Linked DNA regions of Mus musculus: region 1 is linked to region 2. Evidence: chromatin contacts called from public HiChIP or PLAC-seq data. All regions are on one chromosome and are shown on one strand. The core of a region is the stretch at or near the end of the contact, and the rest is flanking DNA. Distances in the headings are between cores, read along the strand shown.

Region 1 (4,764 bases), core at 892-3,391, 68 kb before region 2:
GCCAATGGCACTGAACTTGAACACACAGAGGTTGTCACTTCTAGAACAGTCTAAAACAGTTCATACCCTTTGGTATCTGCCCAGAGACACAAATTAAGACTTTAGGGGTTTTAAAATATTTAAGACCTAAAATACAGAAAGATGAGCCCAGTTCAGATGTCTGAGCCCACTACTGAGCCCAGGACTAAGGCATCTTCTACCTAGCTCTCCAACGCTTCTCCCAAAGACCCTTCCTATGCCCTACACTAGACCTTCTAAGTGGTGTATGTAGTAAAAATAAATCAGCTTTAACCTGTTTCCTCTGGAGGTAAAGGCCCCCATATGTGCCACCAAGATACACTACCAGCCCACCCTCTGGAGTCCCTTCCTGACAGCTGGGGACAGAACCCAGCTCTTTTTTTTTTCCAATTTTTTATTAGGTATTTTCTTCATTTACATTTTAAATGCTATCCCGAAAGTCCCCCATACCTTCCCCCCCCCCCCCCCACTTACACTTCTTGGCCCTGGTGTTCCCCTGTACTTGGGGCATATAAAGTTTGCAAGACCAAGGGGCCTCTCTTCCCAATGATTGGCCGACTAGGCCATCTTCTGATACATAGGCAGCTAGAGACATCAGCTCTGGGGGTACTGGTTAGTTCATATTGTTGTTCCAACTATAGGGTTGCAGATCCCTTTAGTTCCTTGGGTACTTTCTCTAGCTCCTCCATTGGGGGCCCTCTGTTCCATCCAATAGCTGACTGTGAGCATCCACTGCTGTGTTTGCCAGGCACTGGCATAGCCTCACAAGAGACAGCTATATCAGGGTCCTTTCAGCAAAATCTTGCTGACGTGTGCAATGCAGAACCCAGCTCTTAATGTCAAAGATACTAACCCTCAGACCAGACTCCTGAATCAGTTAAAACTCAATCTCAAGATTAGCCCTTCCACTATCAAACTCTCAGGTCAGCACACCCACACGGTGACTCAGGAGCCTTAGTTAACCTCCACTGTGACTGACAAGATAATCCTTCTCCATTGTGAAGATTGAAAGGACTCTAGCCAGCCTGACAAACAGGGCTCTGGCACGCCTTGCCCTTCTCTCTCACTCCCTCTCACTTGCTAAAAACCATATTAGATAACACTCCTAAAGCTAGTCCAAAAAAAAAAAAAAAAAAAAAAAAAGGTCTAATCCTTTATTTGGTCTCCTTGGTCACTTCTTCCTCCTGAGACTGACTACCAAGGCCCAGCTATCAGAGTATTAAAAGTCCAGTAATCAATCAAAAGCCCCCCTTTGGTTGCCCTAATGAACATGCCCAATTAAAATAAATACCTCATCCTAACTCCAGGGTTCCCCAATTACCTTTATAAACAACCAGTTTCCTATATACCATATCTGGCTCATCTCTATCTGGATATAGTCCTTTGTGCCCCAGCCCCCAGTTCAAATATCCCTTCCCCCTCTTCCTTGTTCCTTTCCCCTCCTCTCATCCTCTATCTTTGTCTTTGTTTCTTATTCCCTGCACTTTGTCCCTTGAGGCAAAATCCCTTTTGTGCTGAGATTTTAGTCTTGGGATGTCTTGTGATGATACCAGTCCTTCAAAGGTAAATACTAAATATCAGGTTCCCACCCCTCTGTGGGAGGAAACACCTCTTCTCCTCTATCTTGACTGTTTTGCAAATTCCTCAACCCAATGTGCCACAGATAGAACTATACTGTGATACTGTGAACCCAGTCAAAAATCTGACTCAAGTCCAAAGGCCTTAGTAGGAACAGGCTTCTTACTGCTTCTAGCTAGCTTGGCATAGCATCAAACTACTTTCTAAATAGCGAAGCTTATACCTACAAAAGCCTTAGACAGAGAACTTCTTTGCAGCGAACAGGGGCACACACAGAGATTCCTGGCTGCACATGAAACCAAGCCTGACAGTTGGCTTAGCCCTAAGCAAGACAAGTCAACCCCTTTCAGGCTCAGAAAATTTCACAGAAGACGACACAAAGAATGTAAGGCCTAGAAGATAAGGAAGGAGCTGTGAGGACTAAGGCATCTTCCACCCCGCTCTTCAAAGCTTCCCCTAAAACCCTTCCTATGCTCTACACTAGGCTTTCTAAGTGGTGCACATAGTAAAAATAAACCAGCTTCACCCCGTTTCCTTCCAAGCACGACACGACCGTGGCAATCATGACTCAGCAACTGCCCCTCCTGACACCGGGCTGACTTGAAACTGGCTTAGCCCGTTTTGTTGTGGGAGTGGCTGGGGTGTACAGGATTCTACCAATTATTCTCAAACTGTTTGGGAACTAACAGATTCTGGTAAAGGGCATAGGTACAATATTCACTTTGTAACCAGTCATAAGTGAGCCCACCGGGCTCCAGTGGGTAATTCCAAACCCGTGGTCATCACATTGATGGCACAGAATATACTCAGCAGGACAGCAGTAATCTAGGATGGGTTTATAAGGAAGTAGGGCTGGAGAGAGAGAAGAAATGAGAGTGGAAGAATAATAAGAATGCATTATATCCACGGTGATTATCAAAACAATTTTATAAAAATACAATGTATTTTTAAGATTCATGTATGTATTTTATGTATACAAGTGCTCTATATGCATGATAGAAGGAGGCATCAGACAGAAGAGGCCATCAGATCCCTTTATAGAGGGTTGTGAGCCACCATGTGGTTGCTAGGAATTGAACTCAGGTCCTCTGGAAGAGCAGTCAGTGCTCTTAACTGCTGAGCCACCTCTCTGGCCCCCAAAATAAAATGTCTTAAACATGAAAGCAGAAGGGGCTTTGTGGAAGAGGAAGGGTGGAATAAGGGGCAATGAGTGAGTTAGATAGAACATTGCAGGTCTCTCACATGTGAATCTACACTTAAGAAAGAAAGAAGGGCCTGATCGGGCAAAGGGGAAACAGCAGGGAGTGTTGGAGGAGCACCAATGTGAGCAAAGGATAGTGGTGTGCATGCGAATACCATGCAAAGTGATGGGTTTCCATGTGACAACTGAAAGATCCTACAGCAGTGACCCACACAGGGAAAACATTTGCTCCAGGCCTGAAGCTGTCCTGGTTTCCTTTCCTTCCAGTTGATTGCACCCCTGGCCAATGTGTCCACTGCCACCAGCTGTGGCTGTGCAGTCAGACATGAGACTCTGGAAATTCAGAGATCTTGGAGTATCAGCACAGCAGCTGAAAACCCTTGACATAGAACTAGGAGCCTCAGGCCTCGGAAGCACCTAGAACCTGTTCCGTGTCTCACCTCTGCACTCTTTTCTAGCCTTTTGGGCTCACAGTCATGTCACTTTCATGAGCTTCCACTGCACTGGGAAGCACTGATAGAGCTGAAGATGTAAAGCAGTTGAGCTAATTTGTGGGGTTTCTTGTGAACGCAGGGAGACAGCTGAGGTAATGATACTCAGATGGACTTTCTGGGACAGTAAGCCAAAACAACCCCTTTCCTCCTGAGCTGTGTTTGGCCATGGTGTTTTATCACAGCAACAGAAAAGCAATGCAGTCGTGAAGACACTCTTCGAGATGAGGCCCATATTGAGATCTAGCATAAGAATAGTAGGGCCAAGCCTGAGCTATGTGTACCCTAGAAACGCTACATTCAAAGAGGTAAGTTAGTGGCTCAAGTCACCTGGGCTGGTGCCATCTCATTCAGAAGCTCTAGAATGTGTCCTCGCAGCGCTACTTAAAAAACGTGCTGGGCCATCAACATTCAATCAGCAGACTTGTATCCAAGAGGAAGGAGCCTCAATTGAGAAAATGCCTCCGTAAAATGGGTTGTAGACAAAGCCTATAAGACACTTTTAAAAATTGGTAATGGAGGGCCCAGCTAACTGTGGGTGGTGCCAGCCCTGGACGGGTGGTCCTGGGTTCTACAAAAAATCAGCCTGAGGAAGCCATGGAGAACAGACCAGTAAGCAGCATCCCTCCACAGCCTCTGCATCAGCTCCTGCCTCCAGGTTCCTGCCCTGTTTGAGTTCCCGTCCTCACTTCCTTCGATGATGAATAGTGATGTGGACCTGTAAGCTGAATCAAAGCCTTTTCTCCCTGTGGTGGTTTGAATAGGTTCGTCCTCTCATAGAATCATGTGTTTGAATGCTTGGCCCACAGGGAGTGGCACTATTATGAGGAATGGCCTTGTTAGAGGGAGTGTGTCACTGTGGAAGTGGGCTTTGAGGATCCCTATGCTCAAGCGATGCCCTGTGTAGAAGACAGTCCCTATTCTGCTGCCTTCAGATCAAGATGGAGAACTCTTGGTTCTTCCAGTGCCATGTGTGTCTGCCTGCTGCCATGCTTCCTGCCATGATGACAATGGACTGAACCTCTGAAACTGTAAGCCAGCTCCAATTAAATGTTTTTCCTTTATAAGAGTTGCCTTGGCCATAGTGGCTCTTCACAGAAATAAAACCCAACTAAGTTGTTTTGGACATGATGTTTCATCACAGCAACAGGAACCCTAAGACGCCAGAAAAGGAACAAACACTGGTCCTGTCTCATACATGAATTGGCTCAACACAAAATCATATTGTAAATGGTTGTGCTACCATGTTTCTTTGGAGATATCCTCAAAACAAGTCATGAAAATTCCAAGTGGGCACAGGATGAGTCAATGCATTTGTAGGAAGGCAGAAGAAGCTCTAAATACAAACACTTGTTCATATGTCAAGTAGATTGGCTGGTAAGAGATTGGATGAATGGATTAATGTCCTCCACAGGCACATTTTGAGTGCTTGGTCTCCTGCTTATAATGCATTTTTGAAGGCTATAGAGTCTTTAA
Region 2 (4,243 bases), core at 1,680-4,179:
TGTTAAAGGAATCAGTCTGCTCCTTAGGAGTATGTTAGAGCAGAACTGCTTTTTTTCTTGGACCTCAGACTTGATGTGTAGCTGAGGCTAGCCCTGACACCCTGCCCCTCCTGCCTCCACCTCCCAAATGCTGGAAGCTTTCAGTACTTGGTTTTTGTAGTGTACACGTGTAAATTGAACGTGACACTGAAAACTGCTGCCAAACTTCTCTTGGAGAAGCTGACAGTGCAGTGACATGTTGGTGGTGGCGGCCAGACAGCTAGGTGTGAAAGTACTTCTCCAAGGATCTCTTGGGGTTAGTCTTGTGTGAAGTGAAGTGACTTTCCTCATCAGGTCACTTGCTCCCAGTATGGACCTGGGATTGGTAGGCTTTGAAATGTAGACCCTTCTTAAGGCCCGGAAGAGGTTGTGACCATGTGATGTGCCACTGAAAACCGAGCAAAACTACACTTGAGTGTAAAGAAACTGGTAAACCCAGCCTTTATCAGAGCACACTTACCAGAAAGATACCCCCTAAAGTTAGAGTGGCGTTGTTTTACATTTTAGAAAATGTCACTAATGTGTGATGCATTCATTGTTTTAGTTGAAGCAAGTGAAAATCTGGTCTCAGTAGAAGAGGATAAGGACTTGATCCACTTTGCAGAGAGCTCTGGGTCTTCATCTTGGACCCTTTCCCCCAAAATAGACCAGTGAGAAGCCAGACATTAATTGTTTTGAGCAATCTGAAACCATAGCCACTGACTTCCTGTTGTAGTGTGAAAAATTTAAAAAACAATCCAACACTACTGCAGGCAAGAGGTGACATGTGGTCCTCAGCACATGTACATGCACAGAGAAAAAGAGGGGAAGGGAGAGGGAGAGAGGGAGAGGGAGAGAGAGAGAGAGAGAGAGAGAGAGAGAGAGAGAGAGAGAGAGAGAGAGAGAGAGAGAGAGAGCGCAAGCTCATTCCCACTTTATAGGAGAACATACTTTCAGAGCCGAAGGGCTGGAACCTGGGAAGAACACCCCAGAAAAAGGTAGCCTCATGCCCAGCCTGTTTACTCCAGAAGGGAGGCAAGGAGAGCAACCAACCTCCCATTCACAGCAAACTGAGTCACTGCTGGGCAAATCCAAGGACATATTAAGGTGCTTTGTTTTGTTTCTGACATGTATGTTAACAGTATATTTGGATTGCAAGGTAGATTTTTTTTTAATCTTTTATCAGTTGCATGCCATCTTCAGTGTGCAAGATGCTCTCAATACTCTGCAGCCTAGATAGAGCGGACCCAGTTGATGCCCAGTGAACACGCAGCTATAAAAAGGACGGAGCTGTGGCAGCTGTGCCACAAGCATACAGAAAGCCACAGGTGCCCACCACACTTGGTCTGATTTGCAGCTCAAGAATGGCTTTTCCCAACAGCCACATGGCTCACACTGAGCATATATTTCAGCATAGAGTAGCTTATTTTTAACTAATAAATACCCTGCCCAATTAGAATTCTACGTACGATTGTATATCTAAAAGTTTTACAGAACAAAGTTTGACAACCACTGAATGGAACCAACTCTAAAAAGCAGTAATTTATTTCAATGGAATAAAAACCAACCTTAAGTTCGCCCAACCATTTAGTTTCAGAAAGATGCAGAAGTTGTACCTGGCCCCACAGAGACTTGATGTGCCAGGGTGGGGAGAAACGGGGGGGGGGGGGGCACCCACTCAGAGAAGAAGGGGAGGGAAGACTGGAGGAAGGGATGTGGGAGGGGGGCAGTGAGTGGGATGTAAAATGAGTGAGTAAAAAATTATATACATATATATATATATATATATATATTTCCTTTAATTCTTACTTTTTTATATATTATTATTCAAAAGGGAAATTTTCCTAAGAAAAACAGGGCTAGAGATACAGCTCAGTGGGACAGTGACTGTCTAGCAGGAGACCCCCATATTCCATCACCAACACCATAAATAAACACATAAACAAGAGTGTAATTACTCCTCTGGGTGAACATTAAAGGTTGTTTCCAATGGTGGTGAGAGGCTACAAACCAGAAACAGGGAGCATGCGTTTGATCCTGATCTTGAGGCATAGTGGCCATGAAGAGCTTAGGCCCAGGCAAGGTAGCACAGGTCTTTAATCTCCAGAGACAAGCAGATTTCTGAGTTCAAGGCCAACATGGGACATAGCAAATTCTAAGTGAAGAAAAACTTAAAGTCCAAGTACATACCTTTAATCCCAACCTTCTGGAGACATAGCCATGCAGATCTCTTGAGTTCAAGGTCAATCTACAGAATAAGTTCCAGGACAGTCAAGCTTAAGCAGTGAGGGATTTGGAAAACAGAAGGCTGGTAGAATGAGGAGGGGGGTGTCCCAGCCCAGCAAGCAGCAGAACTTGACAGCTTCAGTCAAATGGCTCTCGTTTTAGAGTCAAGAATAGAAAGGGCCACCTACTGAAATTCTCCACTGGAAACCTCTTGGGTCAGGTCTGTACAGTTCAAATCAAGCAGCAACAAAGCCTTCCATATTTCTACTAGGATGGATAATTAAGCTCCTACTTAAAGCCTTTCACTGTTTTCCAAACCCAAAGTCTCAAAATCCACATACCTCCAAATAAAAACATGGTCAACCCTATCACAGCAATACCCCAGTCCCTGGTACCAACTTCTTAGTTAGGGTTTTACTGCTGTGAGCAGACACCATGGCCAAGGCAACTCTTACATTTAATTGGGGCTGGCTTACAGGTTCAGAGGTTCAATCCATTATCACCAAGATGGGAGCATAGCAGTGTTCAGGCAGTATGGTGTGTGACGAACTGAGAGTTCTACATCTTCATCTGAAAGCCACTAGAAGACTGGCTCCCACATAGTTAGGAGGAGGGTCTCATTGCTCAACCCCACTGTGACACACTTCCTCCAACAGGACCACACCCACTTCAACAAGGCCATACCTACTAATAGTGCCACTCCTGAGCCAACCCTATTGTGATGGTTTGTATAAAGGTATGGCCCTGTTGTAGTAGGTGTAGCCTTGTTGGATGGAGTAGGTGTGTCATTGTGAGTGTGGGCTTTAAGACCCTCATCCTAGCTGCCTGGAAGCCAGTATTCTGCTAACAGCCTTCAGATGAAGATATAGAACTCTCATCTCTGTCTGTACCATGCCTGCCTGAATGTAGCCATGTTCCTGCCTTGATAATGAACCTGTAAGTCAGCCCCAATTAAATGTTGTCCTTATAAGAGTTGCCTTGGTCATGGTGTCCGTTCACAGCAGTAAAACCCTAGCTAAGACTCATATTCAAAGTGCAACCTTTTTCTAGAAATTTCCTCCACGTTATTCCCCAATTGCCATTGGGGCTTCACTTTCATTGGCCCTTCCTGGATCCTCAGGGGAGGAAGTGGGAGGCAGGAACAGCCTGGGGTGATGGAGGCCTCAGGCAATGGGCAGCACAGTAAGAAACAAACTCCAGATGAGGCAGGCTTCATTGAGCAGCTCATTTAATTGAAAACAAAGGAAAACAAAGGCTATTTAAACATCTGAGGAGTGGGTGGAGACTTTTGAAGTGAGTGTAAGTCTTTGACTGGGGCTAAGGTACTGGGAATGCTTTATTGCATGATGGGGAATTCCAGGTGCTTGCTGGACATGACCATATAAGGAGAAGAGAAGTTTAACCTGGCTTCAACTATGTGACCTCTTAGGTGGGGACTAAGGTTGGGGATGGGGATGGGGGTTGGGGGGTACAGGACTTGCAGGTCCTGGCAGGGGAGGGAGTGGTCCTCACTCCCACTACTCTAGAGATATTTCCAGGGTTAGACAGACTCTACCCCACTGCTGCTCCAGTCTGGTTCCTCCTGGTTCCTTGATACCCTGGCCTCACACTCAATGTGATTTGGAGGGATACTGGCCCAAAGCAAGGGTGTCTGAGCTCCAGATTGTGACTCTCCAGCCACATACACCCCCATTCCAGACAAATCCCCTCCCAGTTCTCAGCTTGCCCTCACTTGTCAATTCCTTTTGTTATTTTTTTTTAAAGATTTATTTATTACATGTAAGTACACTGTACTGTCTTCAGACACCCCAGAAGAGGGCATCAGGTCTCATTACAGATGGTTGTGAGCCACCATATGGTTGCTGGGATTTGAACTCAGGACCTTCGGAAGTGCTCTTAACCACTGAGCCATCTCTCCAGCCCCCCTTTTGATATTATTTAAAAGATTTATTTATATATTATACGTATATGAATGCTCGATTTGTATTTAAGCCCACAT

The links. HiChIP or PLAC-seq counts read pairs in DNA pulled down with a chosen protein or histone mark.
Region 1: an H3K27ac HiChIP or PLAC-seq map of embryonic stem cells shows a contact between it and region 2, with 5 read pairs. The contact joins two enhancer-like sites. A contact is called at or near these places in 2 of 484 Hi-C or Micro-C datasets (the F1.1 cell line and myocytes), 2 of 115 datasets of contacts at active chromatin or transcription factors (embryonic stem cells and microglia) and 3 of 9 other capture datasets (embryonic stem cells, liver and pancreatic islet).

Annotation. Positions count from the first base shown.
Region 1 is chr5:38,586,513-38,591,276 of GRCm38.p6, reverse strand. No RefSeq gene overlaps it. Among named protein-coding and RNA genes, the nearest start is that of Wdr1, 27 kb to the right of the region's middle. Within about 2 kb of position 2,141, at least 44 of the 459 cell types and tissues checked have an H3K27ac peak or open chromatin away from gene starts, as enhancers often do. A contact at or near this core is called in embryonic stem cells, where this site is marked.
Region 2 is chr5:38,520,252-38,524,494 of GRCm38.p6, reverse strand. No RefSeq gene overlaps it. Among named protein-coding and RNA genes, the nearest start is that of Gm22249, 24 kb to the left of the region's middle. Within about 2 kb of position 2,929, at least 5 of the 459 cell types and tissues checked have an H3K27ac peak or open chromatin away from gene starts, as enhancers often do. A contact at or near this core is called in embryonic stem cells, where this site is marked.